Regions from separate parts of the Sus scrofa genome. Here region 1 is linked to region 2. Evidence: chromatin contacts called from public promoter capture Hi-C data. All regions are on one chromosome and are shown on one strand. Each heading gives the region's core, a stretch centred on a gene start, on an enhancer-like site or on the middle of the called end of the contact. The rest is flanking DNA. Distances are from core to core; before and after follow the strand shown.

Region 1 (5,267 bases), core at 1,789-4,288, 170 kb before region 2:
TTTTTTAATTTTATTTTATTGAAGTATAGTTGGTTTACAATGTTGTGCTAATTTCTGTTATACAGCAGAGTGATTCAGTTATATATGTATTCTTTTCATATTCTTTTCCATTATGGTTTATTACAAGATATTGAATATAATTCCCTGTGCTATACAGTAGGATCTTATTATTTATTCATTCTGTATATAATAATTTGCATTGTTGCTCTTTAATATTCATTATCATTTACTTCAAAGGCAGGTACTTTTCAAATTCAAAAGAAAAGGTTAAGTTCACAGATTAGTGTTATTTATCATCAATATCAGGCATATTTCTTATCAAAATTAATTAAATGTCATATAGTTGTTATTTTTAAATACTTTATCAGGAGAGTCTCAGTGGAAAAATGATAGCAAGCTCAAATTAGTATACATCAAAAAAGGTTCCGGAGTTCCCTTCGTGGCGCAGTGGTTAACGAATCCGACTAGGAACCATGAGGTTGCGGGTTCGGTCCCTGCCCTTGCTCAGTGGGTTAACGATCCGGCGTTGCCGTGAGCTGTGGTGTAGGTGGCAGACGCGGCTTGGATCCCGCGTTGCTGTGGCTCTGGCGTAAGCCGGTGGCTGCAGCTCCGATTGGACCCCTAGCCTGGGAACCTCCATATGCCGCGGGAGCGGTCCTAGAAATAGCAACAACAACAACAACAACAACAAAAAGACAAAAAAGACAAAAAATAAATAAATAAATTAAAAAAAAAAAAAAAAGTTCCAAGAATCTTGGAGTTCCTGTCGTGGCACAATGGAAATGAATCCAACTAGGAACTATGAGGTTGTGGGTTCGATCCCTAACTTTGCTCAGTGGGATAAGGATCTGGCATTGCCATGAGCTGTGGTGTAGATCGCAGACATGGCTTGATCTGGCTCTGGCATAGGCCAGTGGCAACAGCTCCAATTAGACGCCTAGCCTGGGAACCTCCATGTGCCACAGGTACAGCCCTAAAAAGACAAAAAAAGAAAAAAGGTTCTAAGAATCTTAATAAAGACCACAGAACATTAGTTGGAAAGCCCAACTCCCCATTCTGGAAGAAGTTTAATATTCAGTAAACATAACCATGATTAATAAAATTGACAAGAAATAATATACATTTAAGTGCTGAGCAGTTAAATCCCTCCAGGTGACAGCCCTTAGCTTAGTGTGGCTGAGAGATCATCTCCTTTCTGAATCTCTCTCCACTCTGGGGAAGACCTGCCACACATTGTCGCTTGCAGGCTTGGTCCTGTTTGGATCTCACAACCTTTGTGCCAGTTGCCAGGCTGTGTGGAGTTCTTGCTTATGCTCTTGTTCCAGGGTCACCTGAAATGCAGTCTTCGGGAGGAAGTTCTCAGGAGTGTCCTCTTCCTTCCGTTGTGCTTGCTAAGCATTCGTTGTTCATCACGTGTGACCACAGGACTGGCTGTCTCACTGTGCTCGTGAGGCTCTGTGGCTTTTGGGTGTTTTTCTTTTGAGCATTGTTAATTTACTGGCCATGGACTCTGTTCTCCCCATCAGGGGTTTTGGAGGAAAGGGATTTCAAATCTGCTTTGTAAATGTTGGGCTTTTTTAAAAAGGAATAATTAAACTGTATGGATAGTAGAGGGTGACAGTGAACTTAGAAGAGTTACCACTTTATCACCTTCCATTCCTTCAGCAAGAATTTCACTAATTTAGGAGTCAAACATATAAATCACTCACAACTATTTGAGAGGAATAGTATTTTACCTAGAATTTCAGAAAATTTTGCAAAATCTGAAATTGAAAATTGCTAAGGAGTTCTCACCATGGCACAATGGGTTAGGATCTGGCATTGCCACAGTTGTGGTGTAGGTAGCAGCTAAGGTTCATATTCAATCCCTGGCCCAGGAAATTCCATATGTCATGGGTACAGCAAAAAAAGAAAAAGAAAAAAAAAAGGAAGAAAGAAAGAGAAAATTGACTAAGAGTTCCTGAAAAATCTATTGCCATTTTAGTCTGCTAATGCATTGTAATGAGCAGGTTGAAGCAATCTGGGCATTCTTTTTCTTCTAATAAATACCTATCTGCCAACTAATTGTATATATGTAACAATAGTTCCCATTGTGGTGCAGCGGAAACGAATCCAACTAGTGACCATGAGGTTGCGGGTTTGATCTCTGGCCTCACTCAGTGTGGGTTAAGGATCTGCTGTTGCCAAGAGCTGTGGTGTAGGTCGCAGACATGGCTTCGATCCCGAGTTGCTGTGGCTGTGGTGTAGGCCAGTAGCTGTAGATCCACTGGTCCCCTAGCCTGGAAACCTCCATATGCCGTGGGTGCAGCTCTAAAAAGCAAAAAAAAAAAAAAAAAAAAAGAAAAAGAAAAGAAAAAGTTTACACTGTTGTGTGCCTACCATTTGCCAGGCAGTTTTAAGCACTTTCCTTGTACTATTAGACATAATCCTCATAGCAACTCACTCTGTAAAGGTAGGTACTTTTTTTCCTAGTATGCAAATAGGAAATGGCAGAATGAGGAAACTGTAAGCAAGCCAAAGAGTTCTGGAGAAAATAGGAACTATATCGAGAGTAGGCAGAGTGAGTCAGCCCCACTGGACCCACACAATACCCAGACAAAGAGAGTATCCCTCAGTGTGTAGCCTGATGGCAGATCATCTCGATGCCCCTTCTGTGGAAGAAGAAGGCTTCCATTGACCTACTCATTAGACTGAGCTAGTAAAGAGGAAAAGCAAGAAACAGTAAATCCAGGCAGGGCTTCCTGTGCCTGTGACTTGTGGGCAGAGAGGGGAAAAAGGACTGTTTCTCTATGTTGAATAGATAAGACAACCTCTCCCTGGTGCTCCTGGTGCCCTGGGCTAGGCTTCAGCTTCTGATGACCTCTCCTGGGAGGCAAGGGCTCCCTGCTGGGAATGGGTCACAAATAATTCATTCTCCCTGTGTCCACAGGGAAGGCAGTGGGAAGCTTGGGAAAGACTGAGCAATAGCCCTACTTCATGTCTCATTTCATGCCTTTTAGGGCCTGTGGCAGAAATGCCTCACCACATCCTCCTGCAGGCACATAGCATTTCTACACGCATGAGCCCAACTTCCAGCTGTAGCTCTTTGCTTCAGGGCTGGCTATGGGCACCAGAGCCCATGGGTCCTGTGCACAGGGTAGGCTGGAAGTTCCAGACAGTTAATATGAGCTGGAGAGTTGGTGAATAAATATCACATCCCCCTTGGAACATAAATATCACGTCCCCCTGAAACACATGTTGCACACTTATTTTAAATTCCACAGAAGAATTTTGTGCACTCTGGTGACTTATTTCATAATATATTCCTTTAAGGCCCTCGTCCTTTTCCTTCTCAGTGTCTCCTGGGATCACCTCCTTTATTGGGGTCTCCAAGATCACCCCCAGTTTCAGTGACTATGTAGGAGGACTCACAACTCAGCATTTAGTTATACTCGTGGTTATGACTGATTACAGCTAGAGGTCACAAAGCAAACTCAGCAGAGTGCACGGGGTAAAGTCCAAAGGACCAGGAACAAGCTTCCAAGAGTTCCCAGTAAATCACATGAGATGTGCTTAATTCCCCAAAGCCGCAAGTGGTGACAGCATATGTGAAATGTTGTCTGCCAGGGAGACGAATCCACACCCAATGTCTTTCATGAGAGGTAGTCACAGAGACACCTTCTGCCTGGCATAGGATATGTGCCCAAATCCCAGGCTCATAAAAGGAAAGCAGATATTTAGCGCAAAAAGCATTATTTGCATACAGCTTAGGTACAGTGAGCCATTCTTGTAAGAGTTTTGGGTCCCTCCCCAAATCCAAGTTCTCAGATGCCAGCCAACGGCCTCAGGGTAGCAGACCCAGGGCTGCCTGTTAATGCTTTTCTCCACCCCTCAGATCCCTGTGTCACGGTACCCTTAACCCAACCTAAGCCTGGAGCATGTCTACCTCTGGGGGTTCTGTCAGGAACTGTATCATAAACTCAGCATGTTTTTATTTATTTATTTATTTTTAGGGGCCCACCTGTGACATATGAGGTTCCCAGGCTAGAGGTCAAATCAGAGCTGTAACTGTTGGCCTACATCACAGTCATAGCAGCCCAGGATCCGAGCCATGTCTGGGGCTCACAGCAGCGCCAGATCCTTTAACCCACTGAGCAAGGCCAGGGATCAAACCTGTGTTCTCACGGATGCTGGTCAGATTCGTTTCCACTGAGCCACGATGGGAAACCCCTTAATGTTTCACTCTTTTTCACAGTGCTTTGGATTCATATAAAATAATATTAGGGAGTTCCTGTTGTGGCTCTTTGGGTTAAGAACTCAACTAGTATCCTTGAGGATGCTGTTTTGATCCCTGGCCTCACTCAGTGGGTTAGGGATCTGGCATTACTGCAAGGTGCAGTGTAGTTCACAGATGCAGCTCGGATTTGCTGTTGCTGTGGCTGTGGTGTAGGCCTGCAGCTGCAGCTCCAGTTCTACCCCTAGCCTGGGAATTTCCATATGCCATAGGTGTGGCCCTAAAAAAGAAAAGAAAAATATTATATAAACCAAAAAGAACTGAATGTATGGTACAATGACTGGATCCTTGTTCTGAGAAGTAGAGATCTTAATTCTTTGTAAAAACATTCTAATCCTTGTGTGCCTTACTTAAAGACTGGCTCACATCAGTGGGTTTCAGTAGATTATCACCAGTCACTCCTTATTAATTCTTGTTTTGGTCCATTCACACTGCCAAAACAAAGTGCCATAAACTGAGTAGCTTACCAATGACAGAAATATGTTTCTCACAGTTCCGGAGGCTGGCAAGTCCAGGATCAGGATGCTGGCAAGGCATTATTTGGTGAGAGTCTGCTTCCTGTTTCTTTTCACTCTGCCCTTATGCGGCAAAAGGGGGTGGGGGAGCTCTCTGGCTTCTCTTTTTTAAGAGCACAAATCCCACCTCCCAAAGGTGCCACCTTCTAATACCATCACATTGGGGATTGAGTTTTAACATTGAATTTTAGGGGAAAGTAGATATTCAGTCTGTAGTAATTCCCTGCCTCCATAAACCCCACAGCTCTTTGATTTGATCTAAAATTTTTAATCACTTTTATTGAGGTATAATTTACATTCCTGTCAATTTAAAATGCATACTTTGTCATAGTACAAGTGACTCATGTTGAATGTATACCATTATGTAACCACCGCTCAAATCAAAACAAAATAGATGTCACCCTGAAAAGTTCCTTCACGGCCCATTACAATTAATCCTTTACACCTACTCCTCTCTACTACTCTGGTTCCTTTCATTA
Region 2 (6,162 bases), core at 3,654-6,153:
AAGTTGACCAAGTACCATAACAAAAGTCACCAATTTGCTTCTCTTATTGCCCAAACCCCATCTGCACAATTTTTAACTTCTCTTATGTACTGATCTTTTAATCTTTGAAATCCCATAAAGTAGGAAGAGGAAATTTTATTTTATTTATTTATTTTTTTTGGTCTTTTTGCCTTTGCCACTCCTGCGGCATATGGAGGTTCCCAGGCTAGGGGTCAAATCAGATCTGTAGCCGCCGGCCTACTCCAAAGCCACAGCAATGCCAGATCCAAGTCGTGTCTGTGACCTACACCACAGGTCATAGCAACGCCAGATACTTAACCCACTGAGCGAGGAGGACAGGGATTGAACCCGAAATCTCATGGTTCCTAGTCAGATTCATTAACCACTGAGCCACGACAGGAACTACATCTTCCAACCACATTTCATGAAAAGAAGTTTAAGAACCCATCTTTTTCCTTCCCTTTAATACTTTTTAAAATATAAGATTTTGATAGTATATTTTTAACACTTACCCAAAATCTCCATCAAAATAGATGGCTCGTTCCTCAATAAGATCTATAATACCTTTAAAATCACCCTCCAAACCAATGGGTATCTGCACAAGTGCTGCATTATGATTAAGTTTAGACCTGAAAAATAAAAACACACGTTTATCCTTTTCTCTTCCCAAATCCCTTTGAAATGATTAATAAATATAAAAAGAAATCAATGGCAGATCTGTGGAACTGACCAATAACCAAGCTATAGATCTCAGTGTTGCATGTACTAAGATAAGTCTTTCACATGGATGGATTTTTTTTTTTTTTTTTTTTTTTTTTTTTGGTCTTTTTGCCTTTTTTAGGTCTGGTCCCATGGCACATGGAGGTTCCCAGGCTAGGGGTCGAATCAGAGCTTTAGCCGCTGGCCTACGCCAGAGCCACAGCAACTCGGGATCCAAGCCTCGTCTACAACCTACACCACAGCTCACGGCAACGGAGGACCCTTAACCCACTGAGCAAGGCCAGGGATTGAACCCGCAACCTCATGGTTCCTAGTCGGATTCGTTAACTGCTGAGCCATGAAGGGAACTCCATTTTTTTTAAAAAACATGATATCTTTATTTATTTACTTATTTGTCCTTTTAGGGCCACACTCGAGGCGTATGGAGGTTCCCAGGCTGGGGTCTAATCGGAGCTGTTGCTGCCAGCCTATGCCAGAGCCACAGCTATGCCAGATCCAAGCCATGTCTGCAACCTACACCACAGCTCAGGGCAACGCTGGATCCTTAACCCCTGAGCAAGGCCAGGGATTGAACCTGAAACCTCATGGTTCCTAGTCGGATTTGTTTCCACTACGCCACGACAGGAATTCCATCACATAGATGGATTTTAAAAAAGAAAAGGATAAATCCTAATGACACTGAATTAACTGTCCTTCTGGATATGGTTGTTATTCAGATCAATGCCCTGCTGTAAGGTTCATTACCTCATTTGCTGCAGGGCCCTGGTTGGGTTGGAGCCCATTCGGTCCAGTTTGTTAATGAAAGTTAGAAATGGAACACTGTAGCGCTGCATCTGACGATTAACAGTCATGGTCTGGCACTGCACCCCTCCGACTGCACAGAGAACAAGGATCGCACCATCCAGCACTCTCAGGGCTCTTTCAACTTCTATGGTGAAGTCCACGTGCCCTAAATGAGACAGAGAGGTGTGAGAGGGTCTTTAAAAACAGTGTGGGAGTTCCCATCATGGCTTAGCAGAAATGGACTGGTAACCATGAGGACGCAGGTTTGATCCCTGGCCTCACTCAGTGGGTTCAGGATCCGGTGTTGCCATGAGCTGTGGTTTAGGTTGCAGACATGGCTCACATCTGGCATTGCTGTGGCTGTGGCGTAGGCCAGTAGCTACAGCTCTGATTTGACCCCTAGCCTAGGAATCTCCATATGCCGAGGGTGTGGCCCTAAAAAGACAAAACAAAACAGTGTGAAGTTTTACAACATGCACAAGTAAATGTTTTTCTATCTCTGATCATTACATAAGTCTTCTAATTAAAATATGGATTCCTTAAACCACCAATATTATTTATTTACCATAAAGTCCAGGAGACCCACAAAATCATTTCAAAAAGATACTAGAGCATGGGCATCCTTGGAATCAGCTGCAACATGTAAAAGGTAAGACCCTTCCTAGTCACAATTTGCACTATTTTTCAAAGAAACCCCTTAAGGATAAAGTACTCTAGATCCCAAGTCAGATTTCTCTAATAATAAATTCATAGTCACACTTTTGAGTATTATTTAATACTCAAAATAAGCTCAATCATAGTAAAGAACTAAATGTGCCATTGCCAAAACAAGCCACAATGAAACCAAGAACTCAACTCACCAGGAGTATCTATAATGTTGATATTAACATCTTTCCACAAGGTATAGGTGGCCGCTGACTGAATAGTGATTCCTCTTTGTCTCTCTAGTTCCATGGAATCCATGACAGCACCAACTCCATCTTTACCTTTCACCTAAACACAAGCACAGCAATTCAGACTTCTCTGTCTCTGCATTCCAAGAAGGAAAGAAATCTTTACAGATGGAACCAGAACACAAATGGTTAATTGATGCAGTTTTCAGCGAAACCTAATTGTCAAACTATATCATCTCATGAAACAAAACTGATTACAGGTTTTGCCCTAAGCCTTTTTTCATTGTTGTTTTCAGCAGCTGCTACCACGGAGCAATCACCTGGAGCCACCCTTCCTCCTGCTACACTGTTCCTGCCCACAAGCCTGTATTAGTCTGTGAGCAGATGTTCAGAGAACAGATTTTTCTCTGCTGTACTACTTGTGGATTTTGAGGCCTGGGTGAGAAGGATTTTCTCCGCCCGCTCTTATGGCCATACTTACAGCCTACGAAGTTCCCAAGCTGAGGCCTACACACAGCCATGGCAACGCTGGATTTGGGCCATATTTGTGACCTACACTGCAGCCTGTGGCAATGCCAGATCCTTAACCCACTGAGTGAGGCCAGGGTTCAAACCTGCATCCTCATGGAGACATCAGGTCCTTAACCCACTGAGCCACAATGGGAACTCTACATGCTTTTAAATGTTACAGAGACGTTTATATTGTTAAATGGGAAAAAAGGTTTAAAATGATTGCCATGGCTGTGGTGTAGGCTCCAGCTGCAGCTCTGATTTGACATCTGGCCCTGGGCACTTCCGTATGCTGCAGGTGCAGCCGTAAAAATTTTAAAAAAGCATATAAACATCATGTTAATAGCTACTTTAGGGTAGTACATATCAACTTAACATTCTTAAAACTAATCTGGAATCTACCATGAACCACATACCTCATGCATTTTTGCAATTCTACCAGTGTAGTAAAGCACTCGTTCTGTTAATGTAGTTTTCCCAGAATCAATGTGAGCTGAGATTCCAATATTTCGTATCTTTTCATTAGGAATCACCCCTGATGAACACCATCGGCAGATCTTCCAATTAGCCTGAAAAAAATGAGAACTCAATTCAATGCACTTTTTATGATCTAACAGTGGACAATTAGGGTTCAGTGGACATCCTTCCTCCAAGAAAATTCAATGGACACAAAACTTCATATGAGATAGCCTGAAAAGGCAAAAGAGGGAATGTCTCAACCTGCAATTCCTATAATCAAAGAGACTGCAAGAGATGGCAGAAAAGACATATAAAATAAAATAAAAAGGGACCGATAATTTTACCAAATGGCACAGATTTGAAAGTATATACCGGCGCTGATAAAATCAGAAAGATGGTTCCCAACAACTGCTTTAATAGGAAATACAGTTTTCACTTTAAATTTTACTTTGATTTTTTCCCCCTTCCTCCTTAAAATAGTTTCAGAGCTAGCAAAGATGTTTGGACTTATACGCTCTATGCAGCGGTGCCAATAGGTTCAAGCGGCCCACAAAAAGTTTCCGATTCCTTCTATCGCCTAAAAATTAATGACATAAAACAATAACTTTAATTTACCATGGTGGTGAGGGTCCAGCCTTTTATGAAATCAAGACACAATATAAACCTCTCCCTACAGGAGTGAACATCCAAAATGCACTGCAGCCACTTCTGGGAGAAGGGAAGCAGAAGAACTTGAAAAGGTGGGTAAAATATTAAATGGAAACTAGCTTCATTGATTAAATCCCAGGAATACCAGCAAGCAAAGCGAAGGTGGTTTGCATGACAGGAAAGGCTCAACTCCTACCTAACACTATTCCACTTTGCGCCCCATCTCCACACCCCCACAAAAGGCAGACATATAATTAAAGAAAAGTCCTGGGAAGGTCGGTTGAAAGAGGGAGCAGGGAGCCCCGCCGACACTGTAGTGAAAAAAGCACTGGATAATGAGTCAAAAGCCCTGAGTTCAAGCCCAGGACACACTAATTTTTCAGTTGTCTTGACCTTCACTTCAGTCACCTCTTCTAAGTATACCAATAATAAGAGGCGTAACCATGAATTGGAGGCCCGCCCAACCTCCCAGGATACCAAGACGTTGCTCAGAAATAACCAAAGGCTGTGCAGATACCGAGGGGCTTTTCAGCACTGAGGTCAACAGCTAGCATTCGGAGATGCCAGGGAGGGAAGGGGTGTCATTTCCTCTCCAGCCCCGGAGGCACTGCAAAGTCCTGGGGACAGTCCCTGGTTCCCTGTCGCACCTGCTTCCCCGGCCAGCCGAGGGCAGCGGGGATCCGCGGGAGCGGCCCGCGCCCCACGGCCGCGGCGGCGGCGGCGGCTCCCAGCAGCCTCATGGCGAGCGTAGAATAGACGCGAAAGTCCCACAGCGCCCGGTGTACCCAGCAACCTGCACCACTGCCAGAAGCGTTCAAAGTCACGCCGGCAGTCAGTGCTGGAAGAGCACTTCCGGGGAGAAGCAGGCAAAGGAGGGGAGAAAAAAAAGAAAGAGAGAGAGGCTTCCGGATCTCAGAACTGAGCAGCACCCTCCGCTGCCCGCACGCCCTCTGCCGACTTGGAAGAGAAAGTGCAGCCACTTTGCGGAGCTAAGCACGCTTTTCGCATGTTCCCGGAAAGCGGCGGCCTTTAAACGTGGTTCTTTTGCCTCTACAGCAACGGGAAGAAAGGTTTAAAATAGTTCTTAAGGTTTTTTTTAAAAAAGAAAAATTGTTACATATGCTACTTCAACAAATGTGAACAAATACTCTATAGGACATGACTTGCAAAGAAGGTAAAAAAAAATAATGAACTATCCACAAATGTTTTTCTCTTTTCAAAATGTTCCATCTTTGGTTAATGTTAAGTACCTATATATATGTCCAGTACCTATACATTATATGTCCTGTCTCTATAGAAGACAGCATCCTTGACGATTCCACTTGGATCTCTTAGAGGCATCTCGAAATTATTATGTCCAAAAACGAGCTAATGACCTTCCACTGAATCCTCCCAAGATCTTCATCTGATAAACAGGAATTCCGTTCTTCTGGTTGCCCAGACCAAAAACGTCACCTTTTGACACCACTCTTCAACTTTTCTGGTTTTGTTTCCACATGCTACGGGCACTACATTCAAAGATAGATTCAGAACCCGCAGCTTCTCCCCACCTCTCAAAGCATTGCTGTTTTCTCACGGAATTTACTCTAACAGCCTGACTGATCTTACTGCTGCTGCCCTGCGGCTTCTCAGCCTATTCCCAATAGAAAAACTGAAGGGATCGTTTTAAGCTATACCCTTTGCCCTCTGAAATCACTCATAACAGTGATTTGCTGTTATCTCTACTTTTGTATAGGTTTGAAGTTTTTCATAACTAAGTTTTTAAAAATTCCTTTTAAATTTTAAATAACTAAATTTTAAAAATTTAAAAATAAGGTTAAGAATAAACAAGACCTTGTTTGAGCAGCTATGCCATTGCAGCCCTATTTCACCTGCTGTTCTCCTCCAGACTCATTGGCCTTCTTGCTGATCCTCACATGACCAAGAGCCTTTGCTCTCCTGTAGATAAGGGCATGACTCTTTCCCATATTTTCTTCTTGGTGTTCAAATATCATCTATCACTGAGGTGTTTGCTCCTTTTAAAACAGCAAGCTCTTCCCTATGTTTGCATACTATTTCATTTTCCTTCAGAGGGCTTCTTAGATTTATCCAGACGTGTTAACACAGTTGTCTATCGCCACCTCCCCTTCCCCGCATGTGGAAGTTCCCG

Evidence for each region. Promoter capture Hi-C pulls out the DNA fragments that hold promoters and counts their contacts.
Region 1: a contact with region 2 is called in a promoter capture Hi-C map of liver, with 7 times the contacts expected there. The contact joins the enhancer-like site here to the promoter of GFM1 in region 2. A contact is called at or near these places in 2 of 5 promoter capture datasets (fetal liver and liver), 13 of 47 Hi-C or Micro-C datasets (alveolar macrophages, blood, embryonic fibroblasts and 7 more) and 1 of 2 datasets of contacts at active chromatin or transcription factors (alveolar macrophages).

The regions. Positions count from the first base shown.
Region 1 is chr13:98,575,277-98,580,543 of Sscrofa11.1, reverse strand. No RefSeq gene overlaps it. Among named protein-coding and RNA genes, the nearest start is that of MFSD1, 14 kb to the left of the region's middle. Within about 2 kb of position 3,038, at least 8 of the 83 cell types and tissues checked have an H3K27ac peak or open chromatin away from gene starts, as enhancers often do. A contact at or near this core is called in alveolar macrophages, liver and retroperitoneal adipose tissue, where this site is marked.
Region 2 is chr13:98,409,873-98,416,034 of Sscrofa11.1, reverse strand. GFM1 (elongation factor G, mitochondrial) reads right to left here and starts at 4,903. Exons shown (of 18, transcript XM_003358643.4): 1 at 4,661-4,903; 2 at 3,323-3,475; 3 at 2,364-2,496; 4 at 1,465-1,669; 5 at 513-629. The coding sequence starts at 4,753.